Linked DNA regions of Mus musculus: region 2 is linked to region 1. The links are chromatin contacts, called in public HiChIP or PLAC-seq maps. All regions are on one chromosome and are shown on one strand. Each heading gives the region's core, a stretch centred on a gene start, on an enhancer-like site or on the middle of the called end of the contact. The rest is flanking DNA. Distances are from core to core; before and after follow the strand shown. Region 1 holds the start of Oxa1l (oxidase assembly 1-like). Region 2 holds the start of Rec8 (REC8 meiotic recombination protein).

What was found. HiChIP or PLAC-seq counts read pairs in DNA pulled down with a chosen protein or histone mark.
Region 2: a contact with region 1 is called in an H3K27ac HiChIP or PLAC-seq map of microglia, with 4 times the contacts expected there. The contact joins the promoter of Rec8 here to the promoter of Oxa1l in region 1. A contact is called at or near these places in 2 of 39 promoter capture datasets (liver and pre-B cells) and 1 of 115 datasets of contacts at active chromatin or transcription factors (microglia).

Annotation. Positions count from the first base shown.
Region 1 is chr14:54,357,553-54,364,131 of GRCm38.p6, reverse strand. It overlaps Oxa1l (oxidase assembly 1-like), which reads right to left and starts at 3,291. Exons shown (of 10, transcript NM_026936.3): 1 at 3,215-3,291; 2 at 2,664-2,810; 3 at 637-850. The coding sequence starts at 3,277.
Region 2 is chr14:55,613,910-55,620,488 of GRCm38.p6, reverse strand. It overlaps Rec8 (REC8 meiotic recombination protein), which reads right to left and starts at 2,323. Exons shown (of 20, transcript NM_020002.3): 1 at 2,136-2,323; 2 at 1,831-1,943; 3 at 1,679-1,747; 4 at 1,449-1,591; 5 at 1,293-1,368; 6 at 789-909. The coding sequence starts at 1,886.

The DNA of each region.
Region 1 (6,579 bases), core at 2,042-4,541:
TATGTAGCCCAGTCATGGTGGTCTGAGTGAGAACGGCCTCTGAAGGCTCATCTATTTGCATGATTAGTCATCAGATTTATTGGATGTGGCACTATTTCAGTGGCATTAGGAGGTGTGTGGCCTTGTGAAAGGAAGTATGTCAGTGGGAGTGGGCTTAGAGGTTTCAAAAAGCCCATGCACGCTACAGGCCCAGTAAACACCCCCACCCCCACCCCCACCACCCGCCTATGGATCAGTATGTAGCCCTCAGCTACTTCTCTAGCACCACGCCTGCCTTCCTGCTGCCTGCCTTCCTGCTCCCTGAGATGATGATGGACTAAAACTCTTGAAACTGTAAACAAGTCCCTAGTTATATGCTTTCCTTTATTTATAGGAGTTGCTTTGATCATGGCATCTCTTCATGGCCACAGAACAGTGACTAAGGTACGAGGCTAGCCTTGAATTCTTTAATTAACTAAGGGTGAACGCTGACCCTCCTTCCTCTACCTCCCAAGCACTGTGGGCAGATAAGTGGCTTTCTAACACTCTCTAGGAACTAAAAGTTGAATGTTACCATCCCTTTTGGAATCACCTGATTTTCTGACCTCTACACTTCTGTCCCCAATTCTTCCACCCTTGCCCAGGATGTCCTCTTACACGTGGCAATGGCTCCCCACCACGGCAGGCCCAGGTCGACATGTATATATTCCAAGAGGTTCTGGATGAGACCCACCGGGGTGTAAGAACCAAGCCCCAGTTCTGTGAAGCTCGGTTCGGTAGCACACTGGACTACATCTGCAGCTCCTCCAGAAGCTACCTCTGGTACTGCAGCAGGGATAGAGGTAGCAGGAATAACAGGGGGTGCCTGGACCTGTGAGGAACGAGACCAAGTGCCGTGAGTGGGATGTACAAAGTTGAGGATCCCTTATGCTAACAGTCCTGGGCTCTATTTTCTTGCTTTGACTTCTTGATCTTCAATGATGGCCAATGGTGTCCATACAACCCTGCCTTCAAAGGACAATATTTTTTGCCTCTAGCAGGATAACTTAAGAGAGTGTCTCATGGCTTCCCTTCAGGCAGGGAACTTGCTTCCCACATCACGGTTCCCAGACTTCAGTCATCTGAGTGAGCATCATGGTCATTGCCCTTCCCATATTCCAAATCAACAGTACTTGGAATCCTTTTGTTCTGTGCTAGAAATTGAACTCAGGGCCTCACACACATCTGGCAAGAACACAGACCACTGACTGAGCTGGCCCTCAGCCCAAAATTCTCTTTAATTCAATTTTTTTTCCCAATCTTTCTTTCTTTCTTCCTTCCTTCCTTCTTTTTTTTTTTTTTTAAATGGTAGTGGGTGGGTGGGAAGGTTAGTTTTGGAGGCAGGATCTTGATTGCTCTGTAGTTCAGGTTGGCCTTGTACATGCTAACCAAGAGCTCTGTTACTGACTACATCCCAAGACATGGCTCAGGGGCTAAGAGCTCCAGCAGAGGATCCATTTTCCGTCGTTAGCACCCTTGTAGAGCAGCATACAGCCACTGGTAACTCCAGCCTCAGGCTCTCTAATGGGCACTCATGTACACATGCACACCGTCACACACACACACACACTCATAACACAATATGATAAATCTCTCTGAGAAAAATCCTACACAGGCTTCTAAGAAACAGTATTCAAAGAATCACACAGATCACAAACACACAAACTCACAATCACATTTCACTTTATTGGCTTACCACCACTCCTCTGGTAGTGTCTTGAATATAATACAAAATTTAATTAATTAGTTAAATTTATTTATTTATTTATTTATTTTGGTTTTTCGAGACAGGGTTTCTCTGCATAGCCCTGGCTGTCCTGGAACTCACTTTTTAGACCAGGCTGGCCTCGAACTCAGAAATCTGCCTGCTTCTGCCTCCTAAATGCTGGGATTAAAGGCGTGCGCCACCATGCCAGGCAAATTTAATTTTTTTGTTGTTTTGTTTTTTGTTTTTAGAGACAGGGTTTCTCTGTGTAGCCCTGGCTGTCCTGGAACTCACTTTGTAGACCAGGCTGGCCTCGAACTCAGAAATCCACCTGCCTCTGCCTCTCAAGTGCTGGGACTAAAGGCGTGCGCCACCAACCGCCAGGCTTAATTTTTTTTTATCTTGTGTGTGTGATGTATGTAGGCATGCATGCCACAGCATGTGTGGAAGTCAGAGATGAACTTTGTGTGGCGCCTTCTTCCTTCATTATTTATTTATTTATTTTTTTTCATTTTTGAGACAAGGTCACACTACACAGCTCTATGTTGACCAGGCTGGTTTTGAATTCAGAGATCTATCCATCTCTGCCTCCCAAGTGCTGGGGTTACTAGGATTGTGCCACAACCTGCTCCACCTTTACTTGGGTTCCAGGGTTGGCACTCGGTTTACCAGGGTTGCAATAGCAAGAGCTTTTGTACAGCAGGGTCATTTTGCCTGCCCTACAAATTTCTCAGCACTTTTAGGCATTTCCTCACTGAGTTGCCTGAGATGAGAATCTACTTCTACTCCAAACAGGTTAATATTAGGAGGAACTTAGGAGGAGTGTGAGAACTCTGCTACACATTCACTGTCTCCCGCAAAACAAAACAAACAAAACAACACAGAACCAAAAGAAAGGGGCCAAGAAGTCGTGCTCCTTTCCTCAGCGGGAACCTCTTACCTGGGCTTCTGCAAAGAGGGTGGCAGATGTACTGATGCAGCGAGGAGTGAAGACGGCGAGAAGAGCACAGGGTGGCCGCCCGTTACCCCGGCGGGCTGCGAGGAGCTCGGCGGCCAGCGGTCTCAGGGACACTGCGACGCTATGGTACTGACCATGTGAAAGGAAGGGAAGGCCTTGAGTCCCAGCCGACCCGCCTCTCCCGCAGACAGCCTGCGGTTGCAGCAGTGGGGCGCTGCAACTCTGCTCGCACAGACTACAGGCCCCGAAGCCATGCACTGGAGCGTGCAGGGTGCAGCTCCGGTTAGGGTCTCCCGCATCCTGTTACCGAAGCCCGGGGACGGGGCCCAGAGGTCACGGCTCAGGGTCGCAGGCAGTTTCCAAACAGCTACAGAGAAACCAGGCCACCAACCCCGGGACGTAACCCGGTGGTGCCCTCACGCGACCGGAGGTCATGACTCGCAGGTCGCAGTGACCAGGTCAGCATCTGCTCGTGACCTCAGCTCAGGTGACAAGGACAAGGCAGCATCCCCGCGCTTTGGACGGAACCTTACCGAACGCTGGGGTCGTAGGAGTCGCAGAAGCTGCCAGCGACCGCACACTAAATTCCTCGCCATCTTGCCGGGAAGAGGGAACTTACTCTCGCGCACGCGCACTCAGAACTTTGACGCTGCGGGGGAGGCCATTTTGGAAATGGGCAGGCAGTCAGACCTGACGTCACAGATCAGGTAGTGAGGGAGAATGAAGACAGGCGATGGTATTTGAAGTGGTTTAAAAAAGTCAAGATTCCGCAGAGATTGAAACTAAGAGACAGAGGCAGGCGGATTTCTGAGTTCGAGGCCAGCTTGGTCTACAAAGTGAGTTCCAGGACAACAGCCAGGACTATACAGAGAAACCCTGTCTCGAAAATCAAAAAAAAAAAAAAAAAAAAAAAAAAAAAAGAAAAGAAACTAAGAGACAGGATGCGCTGTTAAGTGGCAGTGTAAACATAGCATATTTCCTGTTTTCCCTTCCATTTCCCAAACTGTAATTGTTCCCTGGGTTAAAATAATTCTTGGATTAAAAATGGCCTTTACTCTTGGAATAGTGCCTCAAATCTATAATCCCAGCATTTGGGAGGCGGAGGCAGGAGGATTGCCTAAAATTCGAGGTGAATCTTGGTTACCTATTGTGTTTAAGGCTAGCCAGGACTGCAGAGAGACCCTGCCTGTCACAAGAAGATAATGAATAAACAAAATCTCAAACTAGAATTAACCCCACAAACAGGCAAACCAGAAAGGCGAAAACAATAGCTTTTACATCTGTGCTTGGCGTGGGTTTTTTCTTACTGCAAGGTAATATTGTAATTACAGATCCAATGAAATTTGAAAGTAGCCTGGAATCTGACAAAGCTATAGGGAAGGCAGTTTCCGGGAAATAACCGAGGAAACTAAAGATGAAAGTTGAACTTGATGTCTTGGATCTGTTGTCTCAAGATTGTTACTATCTATTTGTAGATTTTGTTGTGTATTTTTTGAAACTAAAAGCTTCCCTAAAGCATAAATTGAAATAAGGTGGGTATGGTGCTGCACGCCTGTGATCCCAGCACTGAAGAGGAAGCTGACTCAGGTAAGTGGTGAGTTCAAGGCCAGCCAGGGTTAAAAATGGAGACCTTATCTTAAAAAAAAAAAGTAATGTGAAAAATAAATTACTGCTCAGGAAGGAGGGGGTTGATCACATATACTTCTTCATATGCTACTAGATACTTTGGAGGAATAAAAACTTATTTATTTCATAGATGTCGTGTGTTGTATGAGTGTACATTCTCGGAGGCCAGAAGAGGGATGGAGTTAGAGGTGTTTGTTGCATAAGTGTTGGGATCTGAACTCTGGTATTCACCATGGTGCAGCAAATAGTCTTAACCGCTGAGCCATATCCAACCCCGAAATTTGCGACTTTTATTTTGGAGAGAGAGAGAGAGAGAGAGAGAGAGAGAGAGAGAGAGAGAGAGTGTGTGTGTGTGTGTGTGTGTGTGCGTGCACATATTCTTATGTATGTACATAGCAGCTCACAACCACATACACCTCCAGTTCCAAGAGTTCTGACACCTTTGTCTGTCTCTATGGATACTAGGCAAGTGTGTGGTACAAATACATATAAGCAAGCACAACACTCATATATGCATGCCTAAATGTCTGTCTGTCTATCTATCTATCTATCTATCTATCTATCTATCTATCTATCTATCTATCTATCTATCATCTATTGTCAGATGTGGTGGGAACAGGCCTTTAATATCAGCATTCAAAAGGCAGAGACAGATGTCTTTCTGTGAGTTTGAGACCAGCCTGGTCTACACAGTGAGTTCTAGGACAGCAAGGACTGCATAAAGAAAGTCTGTCTCAACAAACAAGCAAAGCAAAAATCAAACAAAAATCTTGGAAAATTTTATCTTTTTTGTTTAGGCAAAATTAAATATTACTTTAAGGAAGACAATACACGCTAACAATTTCAACAATGTAATAGTCACATTATTTAATATCTGATAAAATTTAATAAGCATGATGTTCAATAAAAAATGAACAGAGCTAAAAAAAAAAAATCAGGGCTGGAGAGATGGTTCAGTTAACCTGAGTGTGATTCCTCACACTCATACAGTGGGCTCAAAACAGTCTCTATTTCCAAATCCAAGAGATTTGATGCTCTCTGCTAGTTCATCGGGTATCAGGCACTCCACATAGTGCACAGACATACATGAGGGCAAACACTCATACACATAAAATAAAAATAAATGATTTTTAAAAATATGAAATATCAGCCAGGTAGTGGTGACATACACCTTCAATCCCAGCACTACAGAGGCAGAGGCAGGAAGATCTCTGTGAGTTCAAGGCCAGCCTGGTATACAGAGTGAGTTCCAGGACAGTCAAGGTTACACAGAGAAACTCTGTCTGGAAAAACAAAAACAAAACAAAATGGGGAAAAAATCTGAAATATTAGTAGGAGCAGAGAAAAGTAAAACAAGCCACCCAGAAACAACAGAACACAGTTTACCCAGAAACAACAGAAAACAAGCCACCCAGAAACAACAGAACACAAGCCACCCAGAAACAACAGAACACAAGCCACCCAGAAACAACAGAACACAAGCCACCCAGAAACAACAGAGATGATGAATTAGCAGAAAAGAATGCTGCAGTGCCAGGTGTCAGGGTTTAAAGGTTGGGGAAAAAAATAAAGAAAGAAAGAAACTATGAGAGCCAGAAACAAAATCCGAGAGACTTAGATTGAAGACACAGGGGATGCAGCTCAGAGGGTAAAGTGTTTGCCTAGAATGCACAAAGCCTTGGGTTTGATCCCCCACACCAAATACACTGGACATGGGGGCACATACTTGTATTCCCGTGACCTGGAGGTAGAGGCAGGTAGATCAAAAGTTCAAGGTCATCCTTGACTGTAGAGTAAGTTTGAGCCAGCCTGGGCTATATGATGAAATGGTGTCTCAGAAAAAAAGGAAGAAAGCAAACAGAATATTTGAAAACAAATGATTCATTCTCTGAGTCAACTCACATCATATTAGACTGTAAAAGAAAATAACAATGAATTCGAGGATGATAAAAGAGACCATTTAAACTAAGGTGCAGGGGGAATAAAGGCTAAAAATACTTGTGAGATAATATCTAACGGTCTAGTATACATGTAATTGGAGTTTAGGAATGAGATGCAGGGGAGAATGTAAAAACTGGTGGCTTAAAATTTTCAAGATGATGAAGATAATAAATGTATGGATCCAATCAAATATCCCTTCTTGGCCTTTGGCTAAGATCACATGTAGATCCAAGTGACCTCAAGTAGGATCTTGAAAATACAGGAGACCATAGCATGACTGCATTAACTGTCTGTCACCTTGATAAGAAATTCAACTTAGAAGGAGAAAAGG
Region 2 (6,579 bases), core at 1,074-3,573, 1.3 Mb before region 1:
TAGTGTCCCTCCTGTCCCGGCCCTAAGCTCACCCCCCAAATTAGCCTGGTCAATTTGTGTTGTCATGGGTAGCTGGTGGTGGAGACAAATTTGTGTACAATTCTAATAGATCTATGAAAAAGCAGCCTTAGCAAAGCATTCAGATTCCAGGCATCATTTACTTTTGGCTTCAAGTGGGATGATTTCATGGAAAGGGTGGCATCTGAGCTAAGTCTGGAAGGACAAGTAGAACCTGACTAGCAGAGAATGACTGGCCACTCTTACACTGTTGGGATGCTCACTGTCACAAGTAATTGTGGCACCTATGGGACATGTGCAATGGGCTGGGGTTTGGGAACTAAGGTGTCTAGAGAAGAGGACAGAGTAGGGATGAGAACCCCTAAATCCAGGTACCGAGGGATCCCTGGATGCTGTTACTGTCTGCATTCAGGACCCGCTGCTTAGATGGGAAATGGTGGCTGGAGTAATGTAATCTAAGTTGTGGGAGATGGAAGAAGACAGGGAAGAAAAGCCAACATAACCAGGTGAAGCCTGAGAGTAGGGTCTCGGTGGTGGGAACGGTGGGAGGTGGCAGGGAGAACACCTCTGGCGAGGACACCATCCTATCAGGTTGGCCCTTTCGTAAGCAGGATCTGGGGCTCTGCTTGCTTGCACCCAGCAACCCCCTTGTTCCATGGCAATGTCCCATTCCTAAATCTCAGCTCCAGAGTGACAGGAACACCAACTAACTCCTCCTCCTACGCTGTTATCTCGTGATTTCTGAGGGGTCCTAAGGGAGTGAACCCTACCTGAGGAATATCAAAAGGACTGGGAAGTCTAGGATCCACAGACATCTTCCCAAAAAAGGGTTCTGGGGCATCTTCCAGCGTCTCCATCATGGCCAGGCAGTTGGGAAGAAGCAAGCTAGGTCTGGGCGAGAACAGGGATGTAAAGGAGAGAGACTGAGGGTGAGTGGGATGGCTCGGCTGGTAAAGGTGATGCCACCAAACCCCACAGTCCCTAATTTCATCCCTGAATTTGAACTAGCATAAGGAAGAGAGCCCACTTTATTGGCTGTTCTCTGACCTCCACATGCATACAGTGCCCTCTCTCCCTACCCCCTTCCCGATCCTCTACCCCTACTCTCTCTCTCTCTCTCTCTCTCTCCTCTCTCTCTCTCTCTCTCTCTCTCTCTCTCTCTCTCTCTCTCTCTCACACACACACACACACACACACACACACACACACACACACACACACAATGCACGAGGCCAAGCAGCTTGGTATGGATGGTTTCAGTCCCAGGGCCTCACAGGTCAGCCTCCTCCATATCAATGCGAATCCGCAGCTGGGCACGATGTAGGTGCTCCAGGATATGCTGGATGTCTTCTGTGGGTGAAAACGGTAAAATAAACAACCTAGTCATGGCTCCTTCAGCTCTAGCCCACCTCTGGAGTCTCTAGCCTTACCCACAAGGTACTGGCACTGTTGAAAGTAGACCCTTATCACACCAATCTGAAGCTGGGCGGAGAGATAGAGGGAGAAGCGGGGGCGGGGCAGCCCGGCCACCGGAGGTTGCACTCTTACCAGCACATAATTGAGGATTTCCTCGCTGGGAGAACAAGAAGCCCTGATCAATGCAACACCCAAAAACCAGAAGCCCCACACCAGCGATTCCTCCCTCTTTTCTGGATCTTACCAGGTCTTTACCACATTCACATTTAGGTATTCACGCTTCACCAAACGGCTGCCTCGGGTTGCTGCCAGCCTGGAGGGGTGGGGGCAGGAACGGCTTGTCAAGGGGAGATCCCACTACCTGGCTCCTGGCATAGCCATCAGCCCTGTGCTCACCAGATGGTGGCGAAGCAGCCTGTGTGGCGCTGAAGCACGTTAGGATAGTAGAACATCTTTGCTCCTGGGTTCACCTTCCCTGCACCAATCCCGTTTGGATCTCAATCCGAATTCTTGAGAATACGAGATTTCCAGCACCATTGAAGAGTAGGAATTTGGACGGGGGTGTGGTAGATATGGATGCAAAAAGCCCAATTAGTAAAACGACTGACTATACAACTGAATTAGGAGGTAACCAAAGACACAGGAGCTAAGCATCCCTCCTTTGGCCATTCCTAAAAAGGTCTGCACAACGCGCACCATACCATCAGGATTCTGTCCAGGCAGAGATGCGGAGCTCCAAGAAAAACCCGGGCAGAGACACAGAACAGATCTTCAAAGAAGACTGAGTCCTCTTCTGGTCAAGAGGCCTTCTTCGACTCTGCTGCCCGCCACCACCACCACCACCACCACCACCACCGCCGCCGCCGCCGTAGTCGTCGTCGTTGAGCTTCTGGACCTTGCTCTAGGTCCTGTCGCCCTCCAGCGGGATCAGGTGCACACTCTCCAAGGCTTTGTACCACCGACAGCCAATGAGAAGCCGCGCCAGAAGAAACTCAAAGACTCCTGGAGCCAGGCAGCAGAACTCAGTTCCAGGCCATAGGCTCTTGGAGAATAGTCGCCAGCCAATCACGAGAATTCTGAGCGCTACCAAGGCATTGTGAGGTGTTCTGGCCAATGGCCTCTCGTTCTCGGGTAGTAACAAGGACTTCGCCAAGGTGCAAAGCTGACCAATAAACGGAGAGAAAATCCAGTCTCTCTCCCTGGCGACAGCTGACAAAGTATCTTTTAGGAGCCGGGGTCATGTGAAGGGCAGATGCCTTGGTGCTGTTTATGATACAGAGATGTAAGAGAAGGTACCTTGCCTGAGCATAGGACCTGTCCTTACTCCTAAATTTCACCAACCCGATTTTGTGCCCAGTAAGGGTCTGTGCTGTGCTAAGTGCAAGAAACTGTGTGAGGTGGCCTTTTATTCAACAAGAAAGAAAACAGCCAAGGGAGCTGTAACTACAAACTCCTATAATCTCAGCTGCTACTTGGAAGGGAGGCAGGTTCAAAGCCAGCCTAGACAATTTGAACACTAGCTCTAAGCAAAAAACAAAACAGGCCAAGAGTGGTGTGCACACCTCTTGAAGGGACTGAGGTAGCAGAATAAACTCTACTATAAGCTGCTGTACTTGGAAAAAGCTACTGCCTGCTGTCCTTGAAGCGATATGCCCCCCAGCATTGAGAGGCCAACATTCCTTTACCCTTTCATGTAATGCCAGGGCTAAGAAACCCCTGCTTGCAGGTTTTTTTCCTTTATAAACCCCTTCACCTAGAGCTGGGGTCACTCTCCTTCCTGTTCCATCAGGAAGGTTTGTAGCCCAAGCTCGAGCTTGAATAAAGACTCTCACAAGTATTTGCATCAGAATTGGGGGCCCTGGTGGTCTCTTGGGGAAGCAGGGGTCTCATGAGCTGGGCATAATACTTTTATCTCAGCAACAGGAGGATCTCTTAAGAGTTTGAGACTGGCCTGGTCTACAGACCAGTTAGGGAGAGATAATGAAATCCTGTCTCAAAAAAAAAAAAAAAAAAAAAGTAAAAAGTAAAAAGTAAAAACTGGGCTGGAGATGTGGAAATGTAGCTCAGTCGTAGAAAGCCTGACTGGCATATATGTGTATATACATATATACACATATGCATATTCACATATATACATATGTACACACATACACACACAAGGCCCTGAGCTCAGCTCAGTACTGCAAGAAAGGGAAACGACAACAACAAAAACCAGCCTTTGATCCAAGCACTCTGAAGCCAGAGTCCCACGAATCCTGTGAGTCTGAGGCCATGATGGTCTACACAGTGAGTTTCAGGCTAGCCAGAACTGTATAGTGAGACCCTGTTTCAAAACCAAGCAAACAAAGCCAAGAACAAAACAAAAAAATAAAGGTGTGTGCAGCCCTGTAACCTCAGTACTTGGGAGGAAGGACAGGAGTTGAAGGACAGCCTTCTTCTCTTCAGAGTTGCACAGCAGCCTGGGCTATCCTGAGGACTAGCTCAAAAACCTAAGAATTCAAAGAAAGCACATATTCTTTTTCTCTTAATCTTTCCTTTCTTTCATTCTTTTTTTTTTTTTTTTTTTGCTTGTTTTTTTTTATTTGTTTTTGTTTTTTTGAGACAGGGTTTCTCTGTGTAGCCCTGGATGTCCTGAAACTTGCTCTGTAGACCAGGTTGGCCCCAAATTTAGCGATTTACTTGCCTCTGCCTCTTGAGTTCCGGGACTAAAAGCATGCACCACCATGCCTCACTTAGGCTCTGATGTTAAGACTTAGTTCTGGCCAGGCATTGGTGGTGCATGCCTTTAATCCTAGCACTTGGGAGGCAGAGGCAAGTGTATTTCTGAGTTCAAGGCTCTGGTCTACAGCGTGAGTTCCAGGACAGCCAGGGCTACACAGAGAAACCCTGTCTCAAAAAAAACCAAAAACAAAACAAAAGACTTAGTTCTGTGGCAACTGATCTGACCTTTGACCCTTCAGTCTGGAGCTCAGAGTAGAGGAGGGTGGAATTTTTCCAGAACGTCTGGCTTCTAGCTAAGTTAAGTACAGTATTTGTCACATTTAGTTGCCTTATATTTACAGCATACATGGCTATGGCCAAAAGTGATTGAGAGGCTGAGTATAGTGACTCATACATATAACCCCAGCACTGAGAGGGAGACTGAGGCAGGAAAACTGCCAGAGTTCAGGGCCAGCCTGGGCTGGATAGCGATTTCAGCTTGGGCTAGTTGAGCCCTTGTCTCAAAAAAAAATAAAACAAACAAACACAGCAAGCAGGGTGTGGTGACATGCTCTTTAATCCCAGCAGTTAGGGAGGCAAATAGATCTCTGTGAGTTCAAGGCCAGCCTTGTCTACCTAGTTAGTTCCAGGACAGCCAGAGCTATATAGTGAGACTCTGTCTCAAGGAAACAAAACCAAAACACAGGCAGAGAGGCGGCTCAGTTGTCAGGAGCAGATTTGCCGAGGATCCAGATTTGCTTTCTCCGAGGCTTCTCACCACCATCTGTAACTCTAGCTGCTGGGAATCTGATGCTCTTTTCTGACTTCCTCAGGATCTTGCATGAATGTGGAACACAAAATATACACAGGTGTGCATGCACGCACACACACACACACACACACGAATTCACACACACACATGCATGCATACACATACACTTAAACATAACACCACAGGGTTTGAGGAACCTGGCCTAAAGCCTAGCTTTTTTTTTCCTTTTTCTTTTTTTCTCCTTCCTTCCTTCCTTCCTTCCTTCCTTCCTTCCTTCCTTCCTTCCTTCCTTCCCTCCTTCTTTCCTTCCTTCTTTCCTTCCTTCTTTCCTTCCCTTCCTTCCTTCCTTCCTTCCTTCCTTCCTTCCTTCTTTCTTTCTTTCTTTCTTTCTTTCTTTCTTTCTTTCTTTCTTTCTTTCTTTCTTTCTTTCTTTGTTTTTTAAAAATTTTTGAGACAGTTTCTCTGTGTAGCCCTGGCTGTCTTTGAACTTGCTCTGTAGACCAGGCCGGCCTCGAACTCACAGAGATCTGCCTGCTTCTGTCAAGCACTGAGATCAAATATATGGGCCACCACCTGACTCCCGAGCCCCATCCTGATAGCTGGGGCAAAGCAGAACTCATACTATCTCTTGTGGACCACACAGCTCCTGAAAGCCTGACTCGGACTTTTGCTGTGTTGAATTCTAATGTTCCCAGGCCCTATCTTACTGGGCTTGGCTACACTGGTTTCTACACATGGCAAGTTACTTTCAGCCACTGAACTTTTGGTGGCTACATCCATTCAGTTCAACAAGCTCTTACAATGTGCCTCTAAGCCGGTGGGGATATACAAAGAACACCCTGTTCCCTCTTCTCAGGGCGTGGGGAGAAGAGATAAGAAAATACAAGTGTGTGAAATGACAACACTGTATAGTTGTAACTTTAGTGTGTGTGGAGAGGTGGCTCAACGGTTAAGAGCACTGCCTGCTCTTCTGAGTTCAATGCCCAGCAACCACATGGTGGCTCACAACCATCTGTAATGGGACCCGATGCCCTCTTCTGGTGTGTCTGACAGTGTACTCATATATATATATATATATATATATATATATATATATATATATATATATATATATATAATAAGTAAGTCTTTAAAAAATAAAACCACCACCAACAAAAAACACATTCACTCTTCCAGAGACTCCAGGTTTGATTCTCAGTCCCCACATCAAGCAGGTCATAGCCATCAGCCATCTGGAACTCCAGCTCAAGGGGACCCTAACGCCTTTGCTCATATCAGCACACAGACACACACAGACACACACATGCATACACATACACCCACATACACACACACACACATACACACACATGCACCCACATACACCCACATACACACACACGCACACACATACACCCACATACACACAAATTAAAAATAATAGAAATTAAAAAGAAAAAATAAGGTTCAATGGGGAACAGGAGAAGGATCATGAGAAGATGTGGGTGACAATGTGGGATATTCAGGGGAACTCTAAAGAGGTGGGATTTTGTAAAGAAAAGACAGATCATGTGACTGCATACAGGAAGATTATATTATCATTATTATTTGGATTTTTGAGACAAAAATCCCTGGCTAGCCTGGAATTAACTTTGCAGATCAGGCTGGCCTTGAACTCACAGAGATTCACCTGC